4 separate regions of the Zea mays genome follow, and regions 1, 2 and 3 are each linked to region 4. A link is a contact called in public Hi-C data. All regions are on one chromosome and are shown on one strand. The core of a region is the stretch at or near the end of the contact, and the rest is flanking DNA. Distances in the headings are between cores, read along the strand shown.

The links. A called contact is a pair of places that touch in the nucleus more often than the background predicts.
Region 1: a Hi-C map of tassel shows a contact between it and region 4, with 3 times the contacts expected there. The contact joins the enhancer-like site here to the promoter of LOC103650436 in region 4. A contact is called at or near these places in 3 of 25 Hi-C or Micro-C datasets (endosperm, leaf and tassel).
Region 2: a contact with region 4 is called in a Hi-C map of tassel, with 2.4 times the contacts expected there. The contact joins the enhancer-like site here to the promoter of LOC103650436 in region 4. A contact is called at or near these places in 3 of 25 Hi-C or Micro-C datasets (ear, leaf and tassel).
Region 3: a contact with region 4 is called in a Hi-C map of ear, with 7 times the contacts expected there. The contact joins the promoter of LOC103650437 here to the promoter of LOC103650436 in region 4. A contact is called at or near these places in 9 of 25 Hi-C or Micro-C datasets (bundle sheath, ear, leaf and 3 more).

What each region holds. Positions count from the first base shown.
Region 1 is chr3:99,544,303-99,547,372 of Zm-B73-REFERENCE-NAM-5.0, reverse strand. No RefSeq gene overlaps it. Among protein-coding and RNA genes, the nearest start is that of LOC103650435, 48 kb to the right of the region's middle. Within about 2 kb of position 1,727, at least 17 of the 20 cell types and tissues checked have an H3K27ac peak or open chromatin away from gene starts, as enhancers often do. A contact at or near this core is called in leaf and tassel, where this site is marked.
Region 2 is chr3:99,653,151-99,656,135 of Zm-B73-REFERENCE-NAM-5.0, reverse strand. No RefSeq gene overlaps it. Among protein-coding and RNA genes, the nearest start is that of LOC100381865, 76 kb to the left of the region's middle. Within about 2 kb of position 1,520, at least 18 of the 20 cell types and tissues checked have an H3K27ac peak or open chromatin away from gene starts, as enhancers often do. A contact at or near this core is called in ear, leaf and tassel, where this site is marked.
Region 3 is chr3:100,263,469-100,266,330 of Zm-B73-REFERENCE-NAM-5.0, reverse strand. LOC103650437 reads left to right here and starts at 1,361. Exons shown (of 8, transcript XM_008676007.4): 1 at 1,361-1,695; 2 at 1,839-1,844; 3 at 2,687-2,862. The coding sequence starts at 2,779.
Region 4 is chr3:99,947,816-99,950,765 of Zm-B73-REFERENCE-NAM-5.0, reverse strand. LOC103650436 (stromal 70 kDa heat shock-related protein, chloroplastic-like) reads right to left here and starts at 1,430. Exons shown (of 8, transcript NM_001367263.1): 1 at 740-1,430. The coding sequence starts at 1,288.

The DNA of each region.
Region 1 (3,070 bases), core at 478-2,977, 400 kb after region 4:
AAACCTATGCATTGAATAGTGATAATAAAGAACATTATTGGGTAATAAAAGTGGTCAAGGGCACAACTTGCCTTCAATGAGCTCCTGCTCAGCAACTTCTATCTGCTGGGCACTAGAATCCTCAGTCACAGGCTCTTTTACTCACCGCAATACAAACAAGCACAGTATATAGAGAACATTAACAACACACCAAACATGTAAACAAAATACATAATAATAATCTACACATTAAAATAAAACCCTAGGAATAGGAATCATAAATTTTGGAGTTATAGATTTTAAGATATGAATTTTCAAAGGTTTTATGTGCTTAAAATAGGATTAAGTGGGAAATTAATTTTATTACTGTTTTCATGTCAAAACAGATATTCTAAGTGATAGAAAATAATATTACAAAATTTTAGAAACTGGAATGGGTTAATTTGGAGTTCATATGAATTTTCTATGGAATAAACAAGTTCTAGCCTTTTATTTTTACACTAAAATTCCATTTCTAAATCAATTTCTCTGTTATAATATCTATCTAGGCTGCGCACCAAAATTTGAGAAGCACAGGGGTTATTCTACAAATACACCCGAGACTCAGTCCAACCCCGCAGTGGACCGCGGGTTCATCTCCTAATTCCAGAGGGGCTCTTTAAGCAAAATGCGCCACGAAAGGGTGCGCAGCGATCACGACCGTTGGATTAGACACGGGCGCGCTAGATTAAATTATTACTCTTGCGAACCGGTACGCGATATCGCCCGTCAGATCAAATCTCAATGGTGCGGATTGGAATCTAGTTACAAATAGCGGCAACACGCTAGAACCGCCCGATTTCCTATCTACGATGGAGATCTAATGAAGTCCCCATACCCTCATTTTAACCGTACGATTCTAATCCTACGGGCCAGACCCTTCGTTCTCTGGATTCAATCACAACTGCACGATGCATATCACACGGCACACTGTCACTCTCCTTCCCCTGGCACTGGTTCACGGCGAGCAGGCCACCGCACGGCGGCGGGTTCACTGGAGCTCGCGAAATCCGGTCCTCCCGAGCGCCATACCCCAATTCGCACGACCCTCGCGAAATTGACGATCCCCCAAGCCTGATTCACCCCTCGATTGCTGCCACCATCCATCGTAGAACCCGGTCCACAGTGTGCCGCTCCAGCAACACCCGCTACCCCGAATCGACACACGAGCCATGGCTAATTGGGTGCTACGCGACCGACAAACTGAGGAAATTAACGGGGTTTCTCATACCTAACTGCGCAGCAGAGGTTCTCCGGCCCCGGTGGATGAGTGGAGGTCGGGATTCCGTGGCGTCGACGAGGAATTCCCGAGCGCCGCAACCCAATTCGTGCGAGCAGCGGCCTTGGTTTGCTTCCTGGCGCACCGAAGACGCCCCCCGGTTCACAAGTGAGGTCCCAGCGATGTCAATCCGGCTACACCCGTGAAGGTCGTCGTAGGTGGTTGACGTGAATTCCGCCCGCGATGGAGTAGCTAATGGCGGCGACTTGAGGTGATTGGTCTAGGCGTTGTGAGGCAAAAACCCTAGTGTCCACGAATTTATCTCAGGGTGCGGACGAGTCCGTGGTGTAGCGAAGGTCCGGCCGCAGCTCCTTTCCCAGCCGCATCGCGCGAGGTAGTTGCAACAGCTCGGTCGTCGGGGAAGAGCTACAGAGCGACTGACGATGGGGCCCTCGTAGCAGAGACAAAGGGGCGAGGGAGTGTGACTGCGCAACGGGCTGCCAGACCGGGCCCACGGGGAGGTGACCGTGCGCGCGGGGAGGGGCAGAAACTTGGGTCGCGCAAGGGAAGAACGGAAGTGGGCCAGATTTGGTTGCTTAGGCCCAACTGTGCCCAGTTCTGTTTTTCTTTTAATATTTTCCTTTTCCTTTCCTTCTTTTCCAAATTCAAATTTAAATTCTAGTTTAAATTCAAACTTGTGACAAATTTATCCTTAGATTATATTGTGTCATGACAAGTTTCAATTTGGAGATATATATATATATATTATTTATATTTTTATATCACATAATATTTGTTTGCTTCTCTTTTCTAAATTCTAGAATCTCTTTTAGGTTTTAGATTCCACTTTGGACTTTTTAATATATTCCTTGTCACATTATTATTTTATATTGACACAATATGCTCACAAAATACAAAACCCAGCATGATGCATGATTTATTTGAGTGTCTTTTGTTAATTATTTATTTGTGTAAGTGAGGTGTCCACATGAAATGATAAGTAGAGATAACACACACACATATATATATATATGAATTTAATTTCTCCTTTTAGATTTTTCTTACAAAGTGGGTATTACAATTCCCCAGCTCCCTTTTGAGCCCCACCCGCACCCGCTCTCTCTCCCTTGCCTCATTTCACTCTCGCCCAGCCTCTCTCGTGTGTAGTCGCCGCCACCCGAACTCGCCGGTGATCCGCACCCGCCGCGTCGTCTGCCCGGAGCTCCGAACGTCGCGCCAAGCCCTGCTCGAGCGCTATCCTGAGGTAAGGAACTGTCCCCACACCTTTTTTTTGCCCCGATTCCTTTACCTCTGCGGTGAATTAGAGCTCGTCGGAGCTTTGCCGCCGATTCGCCGCAACCGCACAGCGTCTGGCCGATTCAGCCCCACCGCGTGCTTGCTTTTCAGCCCTAGGTGTCCCACACCCCTCACCGGAGCCTATGTCGGCCTCGGCGCGCTTGATCACCCCTCCCCGCGGTCGGGATTGCTCGCTGGAGTAACCCCGACCCACCCGGAGCACCCTCTCCGTCGTTTGCCAGCTTCCAGCCCCGTTCTCACGGCCAAAACCCCACCATCGAGTTCGCCGGGTTCCCATCACCCGTCCTGACCAGCTCCGGCAACCTCAACCCCCTGGAGCCCGCACCTACCTCATCTATGGCGACTTCACCGCCGCGGACAGGAGCAGCACCGCCCGAAGCCACCAACACCCCTTGGCGTTTGATCTCAACCGTCTGCTCCGGATCCAGCGGCCCAGATCACTGGATACCGATAGCATGGGCACCCCCTGCCCCTGGGTCCTACTTGTCGATCGCCTTCGCCCCTGGCGCTAGGCCC
Region 2 (2,985 bases), core at 271-2,770, 290 kb after region 4:
GATAAAGTCTTTCCTTGCCTAGCCATTCTTGCCACAACCTATCCTTGACATAATCGTATAGATGGCTAGACATACTATATCCATATTTTCCTAATCATCTACTAACTAGTATTTAAAACTTGAAACAAAACTTTTGTTTCCCATTAGGTTTAGGAATCATTTCAAAGCAAACTTGTTGCATCCCTTTTTTTAGTAATCTCAAGGACGAGATAATTTTTAAGGGGGTAGAATTTGTAGTACCCTAAAATCATGTTTTAGGTAAATTAGGAAAAGTTTATCTCAAGATTAAAATACTGTGAAACAAATGACAATGAAAAGAGCCCTGAGGAGTTAAAATAATCCTTTCATTTAAAACTTATACTTTGAAAGATTCTCTGAATGAATTTCACCAAAGTGTGGACCAATAAAAGTTTCATAATCATTTATGAATATGTAATAAACATTTAATTTGTTAAAGTTATTACTTATTTTATTTAATAAGTGATAGGAAAAGAGATCCTTAATTATTTGATTGTGTGATTTAATCTTTATTAATTTACATGTTTTAAAATATTATTACTTAGAGAAATAAGAATAGCAATAAAAAATATTGATATACTTTGCATCATGCTGGACTTTTCATTTGTGTATAGCAGATTTAAATTCAAACTTGAAATTTGAAATTGAAAACCAAAATAGGAAAATAAAAAAGAAACAATCGGGCGGCCCATGTCTTCTCACATGTAGGGCTAGTGGCCCACTTCCTTTCTTCCCTCACCCGCTCGGCCCTGCCAGCGGGCCTAGTAACCCTTCTCCACTCATGCCTTAGCCCAATCGCTCGCGCACGCACTCACTGATGATTGGGTCCCACATGTCAGCCCTCTTGCCTCGCACTCCCGTTCCCTCCATAATCATTGGCGCATGGGCCCCTCCTGATATCACCTTATCTCTTCTGCACCCTTCCCCGCTTCGATCTCTAGTAGGTGGACCCCGACACCAGGGCCTTCTTCCCAGTTGCAACAGAGTTCACCGCAACTTTTGATCTTCACCGGCCAGTATGGGATGAAGTTGTTATGATTCCCTGCCTTACCAGCGTATAAGTGGGAGCCTAGGACCCCCTCCCTCTTCCCCATTGCTGGGAACCCGACCGCGATGGGAGCACAACACAGGGAGCCAAGAGCAGTTGGCGGCCACCACCATGGAACCCCACCGGCGTCTGCAATTGGAGAGCATGAGATGGTCAGGGAGCTACGTCGGGTCACGCTGGGGCGAATTGAGCTCTCTTCAGAAGAGTGGGCACCGTGGAGGCCTAGGATAGCTCGCCATTGACCCGCCTCCGCTGCGGATGGCCATGCGGCATGGACCGGCCTCACCACCAAGCTATGCCATGGTAAGACTCTGCTATCAAGTTTGTTGGTGCTTGAATTTTGTTTTACACGTTTTCCGAACACGATTTGTTCACTAGGCAGTCGTTGACCCCTCTCCGGCAAGGAATCGCCGTGGCTAGGCCTGGGCGCCATCGTGCCCTGCCCCTACGATGGGGTAAGAGAGATGTGCCCTGGACCGTCGGATCAAACTGTGTGGTCAGGATTAAAAGTAGCATACCTCCCTTTTCGCGTTTAAATCACAACGGTTGATTAGGTACCGGTTCGTTTAAGTGGGGATCTAATCTAGGTCGTGAGCTTTGGATCCCATGGCCTAGGTGTCATCATACCCTTTCGGCCGCGTGGTTTTGTTAAAAACTCCTTGTGCTTTTGTTTATTCAACCCGCCATCCACACAAGTAGGAAAATAATTACATATGGGTCCTTAGGTTTACGATTTTAGCCCCAGGGATCTAAGAAATAAAATGGTTATCTGATTTATATAAATTAGGCTCCAAAATGGATTTTTAGTATAAAAGTAATTCAATAGACTTTGGAAATTCATATATTGCACATTGTAACTCGGAATAACTCCGTTCTAGTTGTGTAATCTTCGTAATAACATTATCTACACAATAACAACTAGATATTGTTTAATCTATGTTTAGCAGATTAATATTGCTAATCAAAGTTAATCAATTTATAATTATAATCTGACTAAAATATGATATCTAATCAAGTTATAACCTAGACTAAAGTTGAATTAGTTATTTATTTGTAATATACTTTTGACTTGATTTATATCATAAAATATATTATTATCATTTAATCACCTAAAACTTTAGAAAAACTTAGCTTCTGAACCATAACTCCGATTTTAGTCGTTCTGGAACCTACGATCTCGTAGCGACGCGTAGAATATTCTTACGCTGTTTGTTCTCATGTTTGGTGTACTGTTATTTTTATGTGCTCCTTGTCTATTTGTATGTATTGCTACGAGTAGTAGTGAGGTCACGACAAATCTGAAGACCAATTTGGTGAAGTACAAGGGATCTCAAGTCTAAGGCAAGTTGTGCCCTTGATCACTCTTCTTTATCTAATAATGTTCCTGTTAATCACTATGACATGCTCAGGTTAATTTGATGGGACCTAATAGGTTTTCCTAGTATTGTTTATCCCACACCTTGTTTACCACTGAACCTTTGGGTAGTATATGCTATTGCTCTACCTGGTTTTAGGTTTAATGTTACATTTGAATTATGATCATGTTCCAATTTTGCTGTTGTTTTAAGTATTGTTCATGACAAGATCATCATGTATATTGGAACATGGAGCTTAACTTGAGATAACAGTGCTACCATATGGGTGGTATGGGACGCCCTTAGCTGACTAATTAGGAAATCTAGTGCATGAGTACCTTACCCGAAAAGGGGAACGACGGTAGGGAAGTTGTCGGTATAGGGAGGTTCTCGGGTTCATCATGCTGCGATGGCTTTTTAGACAAGGGATTCCTATATCGCTCTCCTCAGAAACCATAGTGGCTTTTCCGAAGCTAGTGGAACTTTGTAAAGGCCTCGTAGTGCTACACTGCCTCATCTCCTCGGCAAGGATGAATGGGGAGTCACGATTCCTTGGCAAATGGG
Region 3 (2,862 bases), core at 112-2,611, 320 kb before region 4:
AAAATAATGTACATAAAAAATATAAAAAAATTTATTTAAATACTTTATAATATTCTTAATAACATTGCCGAAAATTAACTTTAAATTCTATGTATATCTATGCTAAAATATTAGATTTGTGATACAATTCGGATGTGTTAGGAACATCTCTACTCCGTATAAAACTTGTCTAGACCATGGTCAGGAACATAGGATACATAATTAAGGAAGGTCTTAATTAAGTTGGGAAAAGTTAAAACCTTAGAATATTTTCTAGCCTTATACCTCTTAACATCTTTTTCTTCCAGTTTTTCCGAAACACTTGTTTAAGTATAAGTATGTCCACCGTAACCAAGACCACTTAAACCACATTGCTTAACAAGGGCACAAAACTTATTAATACAAAATAAGCAAGAGTTCCATCCCTACTTTTCATTTAGATGCATAATAATGTTAAGACCCTCTATACACAATGTCTGTTTGGTTGAAAACCTTGCATGTTAAATAATATTGCCTAGAATTTACCTAGAAATTAAATCCAATCAATTTGATTAGAGGTATGTACCGAAGAAAAACCTAAACTCTAAGCTCTACCAAATGAGCCCTAAGGGTTCGTTTGATACAACTCCGCTTTATGATTCTCTAGCTCCAGTAGTTGGTTATTCGATAGAGTGATTCTGAATGATTCTCTACGAGAAGTGAATTTATCCGACGAAAAAAATGTTTGGCAAATAGTGTGTGAAGTGATTCCTAAGGGGTGGAGAGTGGAGCACGTTGGGAGCGGCAGAAGTAGATTTTTTTAGATGGATGGGAGTAATTATCGCTGAGAGTGGAGCTGTTAGAGCTCTACCAAACACACCTAACATATCTATCGACGGTTCATATGAGGCAAAGACCTATGGAGAGGGGCTATGGAGAGGGGCTACATGCATGAATCATGATGTGTTTAGATCTAGTCACTAAATTTTAACTCCGTCACATATATTTCAATACTAATTAGAAGTAATAAATATAGTCTAATTATAAAACTAGTTACACATAAATGAATAAACAACAAAACACACTTATTATAATCAATTAGTTCATAATTCACCCATGTGATGGTATGATAAACATTTGCTAATAATGAATTAATTAGACTTGATAAATTCGTGTTACTGTCGTTTAGTCTGTGTAATTAAAATTTTTAAATAATATTATATTTAATAATTTGTATTCAAAACCCAATGTGACAAACTTGTCACGGAAACTGAACACCCCTACATCTCCTACAGTAAAATGATTATTAATTGAGTTGTAGTAATCTTAAAATGATCATTAACTGAGTTGCAGTAATAAGTTTCTGATATGAAAATCAGGCATTCAGGCGCGCAGTTGCAGAGTTGCTGCATGGTTGAACACGTGAGAAGGCCCCTCATGGCTCCGATGATGACCTGTAATGGACATCAAAAGACTGTTTAGCTTGGGTGCCTACTGCCTACAAGTAAAACGAGGCGAACCTGCAAAACCCGTAGCTGACGCATAGGGAGGGGAGGAACATTAGCCTGGACCCTGGAAAGAGCAAGCAAGTCGGCGACGGGCAACCCGTTTCGGCGGCGGCGCTAGGGCGCGGACCCCCAGCAAGTAGCCACCGCAGGCAAGCTCCTCCTCCCGCCCGCCCATTGGAATGCGGAGAGATCCACCCGGGAGTGGGTGGATTGGTTTCTTCCTCTGTTGGTAAGTGATTCCTGGCCGGGCTTTGCTTGGACGGATTCCGTCCTAGGAGCTTTTGTTTCTTTGTCGCCAGGCGAACTGAATCTTGCTTCTTCCCCACACGTTGTGCTGTGGATAAGCCTGCTGCTTGGTGTCTATCCGTTCAGGACCTGGTGAGGTTCTTCTTCCTCTCCTCCGGTGCGCAAGAATGAAATTAGGTTCCACAATGGCACATTGGTGTCTCATTCGTCCCCAATCTGAAGTTCATTTTCTAACAATTTTTCCGGGTTCAGTTTTTTTACTCAATTCTCGAGGGTTTATAGTCAGAAATCTTAGGGGACGTTATTGGCGTTTGAGTTTTGCTATTGCGGTAGATTAATATTGGATCCTAGAGTGTGGTTGAGTGAAGTGTGTAATTCTTTCTTTTTCCCTTTTTAAGGGTTTCTTGAATTGTGAGGTTAGTAGTTCATTTAGATCATCTCACTGTTTGATCCACCAGATGCGGCTAATGGTGTTTGTGTATTGCGAAATGATGAGCTTGAATGTGAGCTTTTCCAGTGGTGTGGTGTTGGTCTGGTTTGTTTTCCCGACACATTTTTTGGAGACATGCCTCTGGGTTGCTGTTTTCTCTTGATGGGGTGGAACTTTTCGTCCAGAATGTGATGAATTGGGCTTTGGAGTGCAACAATTATACGATACACTTCAAGTTTTGAGGGTCCTTTCGGGGGCCTTTTTTTATGTTCATCCTGTCTGTTTGCTTTCTAGGAAGGTAGTACCTATGTCAGCATGAGGTATTGGGTAATTTTGTGTGGTGGTGAGATCGCTTGGTTACTTTGGGCAATGCATGGTTCACAACTTAAGAGTTCTTTTATTACTTTCCATTTCTTGCCCTCTGTTCGCTGTGTCAGCAACTCTCTTCGTATATTTGACAAGGATATGTGTCGAATGCCTTTTGAATTTTGGAGCATTTTATGTTTGTGTTCTTTAATCTTTACTAACAAAAGCCTATTTGCAGATACTTCAAATGGACTATTATGGACTCAGCTTGGTATCTGAAAAAGAACCAGCATAGCTACACTCCCTTTGCAAGACTAATAGACTCTAAAGATGCCTCCCTCACCATCACCTAGGAGATCTCTGAAAGAAGTTTGCCACGCAAGGGGGCATAGTTTTGTCAGTATTCTGCCTGCT
Region 4 (2,950 bases), core at 181-2,680:
CCCTTGGCTCCAGCTAATTCCCAATGTACAACTTACTACAAAAGTAAAATGATAAGTATAGCACATCTACTGGACTGGTAGCTAGTAGCAACTCAAAAGTAGTTCTATACAGATGATAGTGTGCCATATTCTTATACATTCAAAAACTCACTCCCCCAGGTCATAAGTACATAAGAACACAAATGACCAACTGCGTAACTGAAGCAAAGAAATTTCAAGCAAACCACAATGTTGATAGAAATCATATCACAATGCCATTTGTTTTCAAGCTGAAATCAAAATACATAAACCCAGTTTGGTGCACCCAGAATTTTACATATGCAGCCTTCTGGGGAAAAAATCCATGCATTCAAAACTGGCACTAACTCTCCAAAGAATCAGAACAGTATAGCATTACCAAATATTCTAACACAGACTGGGTGCCTAGTAACACAAAAACAACTTACTTTAAATTCACTCAGTGTTTATGTGGCAAAATACACCTTTTACCTCAAACGCAATGTAACCACTTGCATTACAAAAAGCATCCATCTGGATCTGGTGTACCTTAACAAATGATTTGCCAGGTCCAGGAGCTATTCTCTAGTAAAACTGCAATTGAATGACAACAAGAGTAGCATTTACCCATATCCTCAGAACTCTAATTTCTGTACAAGTCGTCCCATGAAAAAAATACAGTAAAAGTAAAATGCATATCCACCAGCTGAGAGTAGAAAACCTATCTAACATAACAAGTTACCTGCGCAGAGATCTCCTCGGCAGCAAACTGTTTGCCAATAGCGGGGCAGTCGAGTTTGACGTTGCCGTTGTCGTCTTTGACAACGCCGTACGAGACCTGCTTGGCCTCGTCGTCGACCTCAGACATCTTGCGGCCGATGAAGCGCTTGACAGAGAAGAAGGTGTTCTCGGGGTTCACGACCGCCTGGCGCTTAGCGATCTGCCCCACCAGGCGCTCCCCTGTCTTGGTGTACGCCACTACGGAGGGAGTCGTGCGCGCACCCTCAGCGTTGGTGACGACGGTCGGCTTGCCGCCCTCCATGGCGGCGACCGCGGAGTTGGTGGTGCCCAGGTCGATCCCCACCACCTTCTCGCACGTGACCCGCAGCGCGGAGCCCCCGCGGACCCCGCGAGAGGGCGCGCGCATCTGCACCGCCGCCAACCGCCGGCCCACGAAGAGGGAGCTCGACGGAATGGCGCCCCCGGGGCCGCTCCGCCGCCGGTAGCCGAGGAAGGGCGAGGCTCCGCCCGCTGCCGCAGCGCCGACCTGGGAGCAGGTGAAGGAGGCCATGGCTCGCGCTCGTGCCGGGGGAACTCTAACCCTATCCAAGGAGGGGGTTGACGAGGTGAGGTGGGGACTGGGGGGAGCGGCGGAGGGGAGGAGGGGCGAGGGGATAAGACGGGGAAGGAGGAGGGACGGAGGGAGGAAAGTTTATACTGGCTAGACGCTGACGTGTGGGGCCTGCCGCTAGGAAGTTGGCATGCACTGCGGGTCGCGACGGCGGAGGCCGTGGAGACAGCGTGAGGTTTTGAACAACTGGGGTTTGCCGTTTGCACTTAGTCCAAATTTCTTTTGCATTTTAGCCATTTTTCCAAAAAAAAATAATCATGTTTAGATCCTGACGTCTTAATTTTTTTTTAATTTGCTCGGCGCCGTAGTCTATAGCGCCGAGATAATACTGATCAGCGCCACAGTCTATAGCGCTAAGATACGTGACTCATTGACTAGTGAGGGCTGATGCGATGTTTTCGTGGAGCCGACGTGGCAGCTATCTCGGCGCCACAGATCTTGACGTCGAGCTAGTATTTAAACGCCGGGGCAGTTTCTCTTTCTCCATTATCTCCCTAACCTCTCTCACTGAACCGATGGAGCCCCGCCGCCGCCCAAGCCCGCTGCTCCCCCCGTCGTCACTCGAGCCCCGCTCCACGCCGGCCTGCCGCCCGCGCCACAATGTCGTTGTGCCGCCCTCGCGCCGCCCGCGCCAACGAGGTGCTCCCTCGCCGGACCGCCACCGCCTGGCCTGCTCCTCCCGTGCCCCGCTAGGCCTGCTCGCCGGACAGTCGTCGCCTCCCATGCACCGCCATCGCCGGTAAGCACACCACTCCGGACCGCCACCTCCTGCATCGGTAGTTTAGTAATTAGTTAGTATTTCTTTAGTGTTTAGGGTTTAGTAATTAGTTAGTATTTACTTAGTTTAGTGGTTAGTTAGTATTTAGTGTTTAGTATTTTAGTATTTAGTTAGCATTTAGTATATCTTTAGTTTGTAGTTAGTTAGTATTTCTTTAGTTTGCAGTATTTAGTTAGCATTTAGTTACTATATATTTCTTTAGTTTGTAGTTAGTTAGTATTTAGTAATTTAGTATTAGTTAGCACATGTTCACTTGGTTTAATGTATAGTTAGTTACCTATTTACTTGTTAGTATATGTAGTTAGCTAGCTATTTAGTTGTTAGTATATAGTTAGCTATTACTTGTGAGTATATTTAGTGAATGTTCTTGTATATGTCTGTCATAGTGTTGTTATCTCAATTGTAGAGTGTGCATGTCAGCCATCGTGTTGTTCGTTTCTCTGCAGGTTTCAGAAACCTCATTGTATAGGGAAGGTGATGCCGGATTTATTACTTGGAGTAATATGTTTTTTTGTAGATACGAGACCATCAGGCTCCACCTCCGCCATCGGTAGCTTGTCTCCACTGGAACCTCAGGTATACCCTATTTTCGCACAGTATTCTTTAATTATATTACTCTGTTTGATGTGGTTAGTTATTAGTTAGTATATAGTTATTAGTTAGTATGTAGTTATTACTTGATTATTACTTATTAAGTATTTAGGAATTAGTATATTAGTAGATGAGATTAGTAATTAGTTAGGCATTAGTTGATAGTGTAAGTCAGGTACCATATTTAATGGTTATTGAGTTATGAATTCGTTTTTGTGGTTAGTTATTAGTTA